2 separate regions of the Hordeum vulgare genome follow, and region 1 is linked to region 2. A link is a contact called in public Hi-C data. All regions are on one chromosome and are shown on one strand. Each heading gives the region's core, a stretch centred on a gene start, on an enhancer-like site or on the middle of the called end of the contact. The rest is flanking DNA. Distances are from core to core; before and after follow the strand shown. Region 1 holds the start of LOC123452599 (dnaJ protein homolog). Region 2 holds the start of LOC123397204 (protein IQ-DOMAIN 5-like).

Region 1 (6,005 bases), core at 2,972-5,471, 190 kb after region 2:
AACTCAAATACGCATAAAACAACGTCGAACCTTAAGTGTGCAGACCCTGCGGGTTCGAGAACTATGTAGACATGACCCGAGAGACTCCTCGGTCAATATACAATAGCGGGACCTGGATGCCCATATTGGATCCTACATATTCTACGAAGATCTTATCGTTTGAACCTCAGTGCCAAGGATTCATATAATCCCGTATGTCATTCCCTTTGTCCTTCGGTATGTTACTTGCCCGAGATTCGATCGTCAGTATCCGTATACCTATTTCAATCTCGTTTACCGGCAAGTCTCTTTACTCGTTCCGTAATACAAGATCCCGCAACTTACACTAAGTCACATTGCTTGCAAGGCTTGTGTGTGATGTTGTATTACCGAGTGGGCCCCGAGATACCTCTCCGTCACACGGAGTGACAAATCCCAGTCTCGATCCATACTAACTCAACGAACACCTTTGGAGATACCTGTAGAGCATCTTTGTAGTCACCCAGTTACGTTGCGGCGTTTGATACACACAAAGTATCCATCCGGTGTTAGTGAGTTATATGATCTCATGGTCATAGGAACAAATACTTGACACGCAGAAAACAATAGTAATAAAGTGACACGATCAACATGCTACGTCTATTAGTTTGGGTCTAGTCCATCACGTGATTCTCCTAATGACGTGATCCAGTTATCAAGCAACAACACCTTGTTCATAATCAGAAGACACTGACTATCTTTGATCAGCTGGCTAGCCAACTAGAGGCTTGCTAGGGACAGTGTTTTGTCTATGTATCCACACATGTATATAAGTCTTCATTCAATACAATTATAGCATGGATAATAAACGATTATCTTGATACAGGAATTATGATAATAACTATATTTATTATTGCCTCTAGGGCATAATTCCAACACGTTCGTAATTTTGTCAATTGCCCAACTGTGATTTGTTTACCCAAGCATAGTTGTTTATCGTATTTTGGGAGAGAGACTTCACTAGTGAACATCATGTGACTCCGGTCCATATCACCATCATTGTTTACACCTCCATCATTTACCGCTTTCATTTACTTTCCCGTTGCAATCACTATTACCTTCCCGTTTGTGTTTTGATCCTTTGCAAACTACAAGGCTGGAGAGATTGACAACCTCTCTATACTCGTTGGGAGCAAAGTTATTTGTTGTGTGTGCAGGTCCACGTCTTCTGCTAGCGCCAGGGTGGAAGACACCTACTTGTTGATCCTAGGTGTTCTCCGGGTTCGATAAACCTTACAGTTCTCGTGTGAGGGAAAACTTGCTGCTGACTACATCTCAACCTTCCACTTGGGATAACCAACGAGGTGCGAGAAGTATATACATCATCTCATCATCAATGACCGTACACACGGGGAAAGAAAAAGAGGAGGATCTTCATGCAGCGGTGGTGGCGCTGGTGCTGCTGCTGTGGTCCTGCCCTGTTGTGAGGAGCAGAACATATGGTGGATCTGAGAAAAAAGAAGAGATACAAGGGAAAGCGGCGACCTCAACAAGAAGGATGGAATAAAAAATGAGCGGACACGTTGTGCAGTGATGGAGATAAGAAACACCGAAGCGTTCTCCAGCATGACGTGACGCTATTCGGGTGTGTTTGATCGCGACAGATCCAGTGACGCATGCGTGACTGGCGCAACGCTTTTGCCGGTCCGCCGAAAGCCAATGTTTACCTTAAAACAGGCTATACTTCATCTATCAAAAGGCTTTCATACGATTCCAAGTGTGAAGCAATGTTTCCCAGCATCTTTGGAGGGGGAATCCTTCTATCCGATGCTTCCCTCCGGTCGGACCCACACTCGCTACGGTACAGTACCCAGGTCGCCAGGTCGGACCTGTTTTACCAACGTCAACCCAACCATGCGCCCCCTTCCCCGAACCCAACTGCTAATCTCATAAATATTCTTTGGCTTCCCTCGTGTTGAATCTATAAATTTGGCTGAAATACTACCCTCGAAGACTGTCGGGATCCCCTATACTTGTGGGTTATCAAGGTGGATCCGGGTGTGCTAGTACCGGGTGACCTACTGGCTTGAATCTGTGGTTCATGGTGTTGGCGGGCCATGAGGGGGCCATGTTTGCTTGGAACGGTGCCCACAACGCTTGGGAGCATTTCAAGTGATGGTCGGTTGTGTCTTCTTTCTCATCAATCCATTTGGTGGTGGTGATGTGATGGATCGTTGGAACCCAATGAAAGCTCCGCAAGGCTATCCGCAAGGTTATGTCCATTGTAGGTGATGACTATGTCTTGACAAGATAATTTCTCCTTGGAGGCGTAGCCATTAGGGTTCCCCGTCCTTTGTGTCGTTTGTCACCCTCGTGCTCCAACTTGTCTTCCTCTGTGTTGGTTCTGTGAATTCTTCACGCCTCACCTCGGCTCTTCATGTTGCCTTCTTCGGTCGATACCAGTCGAGTGTCTTACGAACGGTCGATCCGGTCGTCTGATCCTCTGGTTGTTGGATTCGACGGCTTGCCAGGTGGTTGTCGGTGTTTTATTTATACGCCTCGTGTGCTCGTTTCATTTTGGTCGACATTGTGGCCAGTTTGGGCTGGATGTTGGGGAAAAGGCGAAGCTTTGCAAGACTTCGGTTGTTGTGAATGATGTCGGCGCCCTTGGGTGCCGTGTTACTCCTTGGAGGCGCCTCTGCGAACTCCCCCGCTCCACTTGAGGCTTGAGTTTTGCACGTATTGACATGTGGTGATGATGGTGCTGCTTAAGTTTGGGTCTTTGATGAATCTCTGTTTGGACCTACAACCGTTTCTGCTCGTGAAGCTTCTAGTTTGTTGTATTGACCTTGTTGCTTCATGGAGCAGCCCTTGTTCACCTGAAGACCGGTGCTTTGTTGATGGATCAAGCAAGCCTTTTTATTCAAAGCTTTAATTTTATTTTGCTTGTTCTTATTAGATTATGTTCTTTAGCTGCTCACCTATTGGCTTGTATCTTCAACGAGTATACCGTATCCCTAGTTTGTTTTGCTTTTGAGTTGTAATTTCCTTGTTGGTTGATTGATTTATTAATTCAAAGCCAGGCTCGTCCCGAGCCTTTATTCTAAAAAAAAGCTTGATCGATCTGTATCGGCGGCAGTGAGCTAGGTGTCGTTCAGTGGATGCGTGAGTACGCCTATGAGCACGGCCTCTTACTCGGCTTGGGCGTTTCAATGGGTGTCGGGGCGTGCTGTGGAGTTTGACATGCACCGCGATGCTGGTTCTTGCAACATCGCTCGGCGAGCTCGACACGACAACACAACAGAGGGAAAGACGATATATATGACGTGTACAATGAGAGAACCTGTAATCCCGGCCAGGATTGCTTTATTCCACTACAACAATCCCGTCCGGGATTGCTTTATTCCAGTGCAACAAACAGGTATACGATCAATATATGGTTGATATTGGCCGGGTTAAAAAAGGTCAGGATATCGATTTCACGGATTCAAACTGTGAGGTTCGATTCCAACAAGTTATACGACTCCGGGTTTATGTATCAAAAAGTTTGGTATGAGGCCATGTGTGAAGCGATGTTTCCTATTGGAAATGCATTTCGGCTTCCAGGAGCATATGCTGCCGGTGCCAAAAAAAGGTTAAAAAAATATCAAGACAAAATTTATTTATGTACTTAGTGTACCAGTATTTTTTGAAGCAAAAAGCTTAACATTTTGGCTTGTGCAAGAAAAATAAATTGAACATCAAAAGTTACCCTAAAATGTCACCTCAAAATTATCTTTTTACCGACGAAATACCGCTACTCTTTATCGCACGAAAATTATCATGCATGTTTGAACGGTAATGTAATCATCTACAAAAATTTCAAATTTCTTAAAAAACATTTAATATATATTTTTACGTTACTACTCCGAAGACCAAAACATCGCTCGTTGTTTCCAACATCTTTGGATGGAGAATCCTTGTAATCGGATGCTTCCCTCCGGTCGGGCCCGCGCTCGCTACGGTACAGTACCCAGGCCGCCAGGTCGGACCTCTTTTACCAGCGTCAACCCAACCACGCGCTCCCCTTCCCGGAACCCGCATCGCCCCTCCTTTCGCCAGAACACCCCGGAAGCATCTGGAAGCTCGGCCCTCCGCCCCCACCGCCGCCCGATCCGGATCCGACGGCTCGCAACCGCCCTCTCCCCCGTCCTCCCGCATCTTCGAGAGCGTTCACTCCCGGCCACCCGTCCCGCGCTCCGCTATAACTACCACCGCCCCCTCTCCCCCACCCCTCCTCACAAACCGATCCCACCGGCGACCCCGTCCCCCACCGGATCAACCAGCTAGGGTTTCGTCCCCTTCGTCTTCTCCGCCGAGCTTGGAGGGTTCGCGCTCATCGCCTAAGGCGAGATGTTCGGCCGCGGGCCGCCGAAGAAGAGCGACAGCACGCGCTACTACGAGATCCTGGGCGTGCCCAAGGACGCGTCCCAGGACGACCTCAAGAAGGCCTACCGCAAGGCCGCCATCAAGAACCACCCCGACAAGGGCGGCGACCCCGAGAAGGTGAGCGCCCGCCCGATCTCTTCCCCCCTTTCCTGCCGATCTGTTCTCGACGGGGATTGCTAGGCTGGTAGATTTGGTACGGCAGATGGATCTGGCCCGGGGCCGCGCCGGTGTAGGATACGATTGGATTAGGCCAAGGAATTGGTGGATGCGTGTTTCGTAGATAGGTTTAGGCGGGGAAGAATTATGCTTTTTGATCGGGAGCGGCTTTAGAAAGAACATTGAATTGTCATTTGTTCAACATTCGGCATGGAATCTTTGAAATCGTCCTTATACACGTGCTCGGAATTGTTGAGAATACTTAGTACGCTCGATGATTTTAGATGCTAAATTGAGCAATTCATTACGATCTATTCCATTATATGCTGGTGCTTTTTGTTGAATTGCTGATGTAGAAGTAATCCGTGTGTGTGTTGTTAAATTGCTTGCTATTGTACCTCTCGATGCACAATTTGATAATTGATGATGATTAAACGTAGAGAATCCAGACGAATACAATTGTTGAGAGTGCTGTCATCATTTGTTTATTCAAACATTATGCAATGTCATACTCGTACTAGGCAGGCAACTTGTTAAATTCATATCGCCATATGCCAACCTAGCTGAACTAAATGCTGACTACCGATGCTTCGATCGGTCAAAGCTAAAACTAACAACTAATGCTTGTTAAGTCGTCAAGCTTTGCTGGGTAGTGGGTACTGATGCTTTGGCTGGTTGATCTGTTTGCGTCAAACATTGTTTTCTGCTTGAGATGGCTAACTAATGATTGTTGTATTGCAGTTCAAGGAGCTAGCTCAGGCTTATGAGGTCTTGAGTGATCCTGAGAAGCGAGAGATCTATGATCAGTATGGTGAGGATGCCCTCAAGGAGGGAATGGGAGGTGGTGGAATGCACGATCCATTTGACATCTTCCAATCATTCTTTGGTGGTGGCGGCAACCCCTTTGGAGGTAATTCATTTGACATCTTCCACGACCTCAATTTTGAACCAACTGAATCACTCTCTTTGCCATTGCTGTCTGCCTATATTTTGACCTGAGTTAACCATGGCATTGTGTTCTACAGGTGGTGGCAGCAGCAGGGGCAGGCGTCAGCGCAGGGGTGAGGATGTGGTTCATCCTCTGAAGGTTAGCCTTGAGGAGTTGTACAATGGAACATCGAAGAAACTCTCTCTTGCCCGCAATGTGCTCTGCTCAAAGTGCAATGGGTATGTTGTCTTCCCTTGTGTGTGCAACCTCGCATTTAGCGGCTGCTGCAAGTTCTGAATTTTAACCGTCTTCCATTTGTCCTGCAGCAAGGGTTCAAAGTCTGGGGCTTCCATGAAGTGTGCCGGCTGCCAAGGTGCTGGTTACAAGGTCCAGATCAGGCAGCTGGGACCAGGAATGATACAGCAAATGCAGCAGCCCTGCAATGAGTGCAGGGGAAGTGGTGAGACCATCAGTGATAAGGATCGTTGCGGGCAGTGCAAGGGTGAGAAGGTGGTTCACGAGAAGAAAGTCCTGG
Region 2 (5,765 bases), core at 3,089-5,588:
ACTCAGCAAGGTTATTAAAAAGAAAAACTCAGCAAGGTACAGACTACAGAGCACACACCAGTGAAAAACACAGGGTTACCATAAAGTTTCAGATTTTTTTTTATTGTACACAAAAATAGAACCAGAAATTGCTAGTCCATACTGGCTCTTAGCTACAAATACAGCAGTACCACAGCACAAGCTATGGCAACCTCCAGGTGTAGTGTAGAGGCACCAGCTGACCTGCACATACATATCCAAACACTAGCTAGATCTTATCTCATGAGATGAGATGAGCATTTGACTGCATACCTATAAGGCCAAGAAATAAATGCACAATGCTCCAATGGACCTCCCGAGTCTAAGGCCGGCAATGCATCGGAGTGCCAAAGCGCAGCCATGGCCGGCAGCTTGCTGGCTTCGAACCTTGACGGTCCTTTGGATGGCTTTTCAGGTCTGCAGCGCAACTCTCTTGAGCAACAGATCAGCAGAACCGGCACGGCGGTGCTTTCCTTCCGGAACTGGGGAGTTTTCGGTAGCCTTGGGGGATCGGTTCACCGCTGCCGTGGTTTTGTTCGTCATGCGTTTGCCAGCTTCTATGCCTGCACATTTTCAATAGCATGTCAGTCTACCTGGAAGCTTTAAACAGCCGTATAAACTGAGACACAAGGTGGAAATGGAAATAAACAGCTTGTAGTATGGAGATTACAATTTCTGAACTGCTGAGTCGTTATAGCGCACACACATGAGAAGCTTGTGCTAGACAAGGCCATTTACCAGAAAAAAAAACCGATGCCTTTCTCGAAGAAGAAGAAAAGTTACTGAAAACCAGCAGAAAATCACTAAATATAACCGAGCAAGGTTCAGACTTACCAGTGCCAGGCAAGGAGAACCTCTTGTTGGCCCGAGGCTGTAACTGCCCAGGCCTCTCCTTAGGATTACTACTGCTTCGGGCACCAAGCCCCGAAGGACGAGACGAGACTTCATCAGAACCTTCTTTAGATGGCAGCTTCCGTTTTGGTTTAGCCGATGCCGAACCAGCAGACGGGTTCGACAAGGAGCCACCACCCTCTGAGTTCGACGGACGGGCCTTCTGGTTCAACACATTTGAATGAAGAGCTGAAACCTGCTTTTTCACTGGTTTCCTGTATGGGGCCTTGGTTGGATTTCCCTCAGCATGTTGCGCTGCGGTATCAATGGCAATTCCATCTGCTGCGTACATGCCCAGGAACCGACTCTCCCACGGGCGGACGGCCATCCATCTCTCCAGCCAATTCCAGCTCCAGTTGTTCCTGTCTAGTTCAGAAGCTGTAATGGTTGCATGTTGCCTTGAACCTGCTTGCCACTGCAAAAGGAGAGAAAAAAGATCAGATGGGACACTAAAGGAAGCACTGATGCTTTCCCTTCTTCTTTTCAAGTAGCGGTCTCATATTACCTACACGGTACAACTACAGATAAAAGCTAATCAAGAGGAGCAGAATAGCAAGGAAAACATGATGACCAAAATTATATAGCTCGCTTGGAGGGAAGGTTAACTTCAATGTTATTCATGAAAGCAACACTTGGAATGCAGCAACAACAAACATACTAGACGGCAGTGCAGCAAAATACACAAAAACAGCGAGCATGAGGCTCCCCATATTACGCTGAATATCCAGAAGCTACAGTTAGGTTCAGGGCAATATGTTTGGTGCAATATATAGCATTCACCAAATCCGCGGTTCAAGCATCATGTTGTTACCACTTACCAGTATCAATATTGAGTAATCCTCGCGTAAAACGTATGATAAAGTTACCTGGTGAGAAAGGGCATAGGCCATGGCCCGCTCACGCTTGGCTGCTGCTTCCTGCCTCTTCAACAGTTTTGCTTGGATGTCTTCCACAGACCCTATACTATCGCACCACCCATCCTGCATTTTCAGTAAGGTGGTAATGGAAGTTAACTACCTGAGCCAAATAACTGCACCTGCACTACAATTTATCCTCTTTTAAAAATACAAACTGTAATACTGATGGGGAACTTCTGAGTTATGAACGGATGCCAACAAGGCAAGCAGCATAACGAAAATATTAATATAGAAGATTATAACCAAAAACCCTGCAAACTGGTGTGCAGCTTACCTCAATTTCTCGAACATGTGCCTCGTCTGTTTGCTCTTCTTCATTATTTTGTTGGTCATCCATCTGATTTTCCAGGGCCACACGAACTCGCCTTGCTCTAACACGGGCTTGTACCCTGACCAAAGCTTGCATACACCGGAGTGTTATAGCAGCTTGCTTTCTCACTATATGACCCCTTACAAGGGCCTGAAGCCTAACCAGTCCTTTTAAAGCTCGGCGGGCTCGCCTAGCCTGAAGAGGAATGAAGTTAAACTTAGTGTAGTACTAGTGCCCTATAAGAAAATAGATATTTAGAGCAATCTTGGCAGATTCCTGAATTTCATTCCAGCATCTCTTTGTTTACAAGATGAACCTGTCGGTAAGATATTATGCTTTGCACTAATACTTCAACTTGCCAGCCATATGAAGTATGAACATATGGTTCGTCAAACATTGTTGCACAGTACCAAAGTGTATCACATCGACCTATATACATAACACTTCCATGAATTAAAAGTTTTACTTTTATACACCAGTTAAGACGGTGCTTTTGTTTACCAACTATAAGCATGAGACCAAATATCAAATATACAAACTTGAGGACCATGTATCAGGATTATTCAGTTGTAGTTTTTTCTTACTTCTACTGAAACTGCATAGCCATTACATAAAGCTAACCACTCTCTATCTTATACCATAGTGACTGCACAAGGTCCTGTTTTAAATAGACGTTTTACACATAGCAACCCCCCTAATATAACCCTACACATTGAGATGAAAGTGCAGGTTTGCTTGGAACATGGAGCTTTTAGAATGTTCAAAATGTATAAAAAGCACACACTGGACAATGGCAAAATCTACAGAGAAAAAGGTGAATACCAGGAGGGCTCTGTACGCAGTCTGAATAATAGTGGCAGCCCAGATCTCTTTGAGTTCCTCTTCTGTTTGAGGCAGTGCCACGCTAAGCGTATTGAAACCAGGCCCTGAGCATGAAGGTGTGCTGCAATCGTCTTCTGACAGAACATTTCCATCAGGGAACTCTTCTGGTCCGACAAGGCCACCGTGATCCTGGGAATGCTGGCCCTGGCAGTGGAACTGATCGACGACATCCCTCTTCTGCAATTTCCCCAGTTCAGAATGTGTAAGCAAACAAGGGAATTCTCATACCACATCAGCAAAGGAACATGTGGCAGCAGAAACATGGCCTCCTCATATGTTTATCTTCAGAGATGGTGTAAAGATACTATTCCCTCCGTTCACCTTTACAAGTCGTTTCAGACAACTGAAATAGAGCTGTTTTGCACGCTGTCTGAAGTATCTGCAACGCCTTATAAAAGCGAACAGAGGGAGTACTACTAATATCCATTGATGTTCCAAATTTATAGTTATTGTGCTTACATAGCAACAGATCAGTTGAGTTTTTTTTGTGTGTGACTAATTTCAGTCCTCAAAATTTAACCTTGTCAGTGGTGCAGAGCCAAAGGATGGCTCGGATAATATAACCCAGATCTGCAACAAGCAAACAACTACAACTTGCAAAAGCAATGCATACAAGAAGTACCAACTGCTACCTATATTAGTAGATTTAGTGTAGAATAAGAATGAATTCTCACGGTATGATAAAAAAAAAAGCACTGGGCAAAATATTGCTATGATCCTTCGACATCCAAGCAGAATAAGGTAATAAGTTGACCAAATGGAATTAATGAACCCAGAGGTGAGAAGCAAAGGAGAGGCGGAATCGCAGGTAGGTAGAGGTAGTGCCCCGTACTGTTGGGCCGGCGTCGCCATCCTCCTTGCGGCGCTGCTGCTGCTGCTGCCTCTCCGCCTTCCTCAGCCCAACCAACGACTTGAGCCACCTCATCCCGCCGCCGCGTCACCTCACCTCACCTCGCCGCCACTGCAACCACCTCGAGTCGCAGATAAGTGTCGTCAGCACGAGGGCAATCTCAGAGAAGAGGACTAGAAAAGTCAAAAATCACCATGGAAAGTGAGTTACCAGATCACGGGCACCTGTGACGCCGGTGGAACCGGGGCCGGGCACCGCCGCCGCACCGCGAGATTGGGAGGCGAAGGTGGCGAGGGAGGGGGGCAAGGGAGGGCGTGGGCTGGAAGCGTCACCAGTGCCCAGTGCAGTGGCGCTGCTCCCCTGCCTGCCTGCTACTGGCACTCACCACGCGGCCATTACTGCCGCTCCTGTGTGCCGGTGCGAATTATTGCTGGCTCGCTCGCTCGGTCAGTCGCTGCCTGTGTGGCAGCCGCAGGGAGGAGGAGGCCCAGAATTATATAGCCAGGAAAATCACACTGTACTACTAGTCTACTACCACTCTTTGCAATAAACAAGCAAACAAAGAGAGAAAGGAAGAAAAGCGCGGCGCTTTCCTCAGGTTTTGCTTTCTGCACCCGCTTGTCGGAATCAAAAGCCCTTTCTTGTTGCTCCCTTCCGAGATGATTTATTTTCTTACCGCAGGGTGTCGTTTCTTTTTTTGCCTGCTTCTCTTGCAGGCAAAAGATTCTTTGATTAGCCTTAGGACAAGGTGATGCTGCTGCTGCTGCTGCTGCTGGGTTTAGAGTTATCATAGTTTAGCAATGCCGTGCGCTCCCCAGAGTGAAAGCTGTGTTGTTTTTTTCACCCTGTGCTGCGGATTTTGTTGGATTTTGGTCAGTGGCTTTGTTCGAGACTGTGGACTGATTGATCACGTGCTTTGTGGCACTAAGATTTCAGGGCCGGTGTGATTCCCTTTTAATGTATACATAAATTCGTTGAGATACGCATCTAGTGTAGCTTAATCTAGATTGACATTGCCATCTGTTCGGTCCTCAACAACATTTGGTGATTACATTTGGTTAAGGATATATGCCCAAGAGACGGCGTTAGGCGCACTGAAGAAAATACAGGTTTTCTCTGTTTACCGTCTGTATTTCAACTCGGCAGAAATCTTGGATGCGTCACTACGAGAAAGCTAGCACGGAGATCCTCAAAGTGATAAACGTCGGAGGACTTTGGTACTGGAGGAGTACAGCAGTGTGTGTGGGGGTGGCAATTGCTTTGTCAGAACTGAGTTTTTATGAGACATGTAACTTTAAGAACCGCTACTCACACTTGCTTGGTCAGTCGCTCGATGCTAGTGGCACGCTGGATTCTGCTGCGTATATTCATTTTCTGGCGTTACTTAGACAGTAAAAAAATTTAAAAATAAATAAAGAAGGAATACCTGGCATTATTTCTTCTGTTTTTAAATTTTTGTTGGTTGAAAAACCTAGATTAGTTCTCCCAACAACAAATATTAGATGCAGAGGAAGTATTAAACAAAGCATCCATTCCCAGTGTAAAGCTGATTAACTGTGAGGGAAAAGCCTTTATCATTGGGCGGTACATCAATGGGACACGTTATGTCCTGCGTCATGCCAACCGACCAAGGTCAAATTTTAACTGTCGCCTGCTGCTACCTTTGCTTCCTGTTTAGGGCTCTTTGATTCGAAGAAATTCTGAAAGGTAAAATCCAAAATAAAATAAACAAAAGATATTTCAAAAAATTGTGAATTTTTTTAGGTGAAAACATTGACAAAAGTTCTCAGTGTTTGCATTACCGAAAAATGACATTAATAGAATCGTGAAAAAAACACTGATCCAAAACGTTGCCAAAAATAACACTTTTAAAGCATCATTTTTGCTTTTTTGCTAC

Evidence for each region. Hi-C and Micro-C count contacts between places; a contact is called where the count stands out from the background.
Region 1: a Hi-C map of seedling shows a contact between it and region 2, with 7 times the contacts expected there. The contact joins the promoter of LOC123452599 here to the promoter of LOC123397204 in region 2. A contact is called at or near these places in 2 of 6 Hi-C or Micro-C datasets (leaf and seedling) and 1 of 1 datasets of contacts at active chromatin or transcription factors (embryo).

What each region holds. Positions count from the first base shown.
Region 1 is chr5H:542,789,605-542,795,609 of MorexV3_pseudomolecules_assembly, forward strand. It overlaps LOC123452599 (dnaJ protein homolog), which reads left to right and starts at 4,222. Exons shown (of 6, transcript XM_045129277.1): 1 at 4,222-4,503; 2 at 5,284-5,452; 3 at 5,568-5,709; 4 at 5,797-6,005. The coding sequence starts at 4,351.
Region 2 is chr5H:542,600,628-542,606,392 of MorexV3_pseudomolecules_assembly, forward strand. LOC123397204 (protein IQ-DOMAIN 5-like) reads right to left here and starts at 4,339. Exons shown (of 11, transcript XM_045091844.1): 1 at 4,079-4,339; 2 at 3,851-3,989; 3 at 2,959-3,195; 4 at 2,101-2,331; 5 at 1,776-1,889; 6 at 853-1,324; 7 at 445-581; 8 at 80-222. The coding sequence starts at 3,943.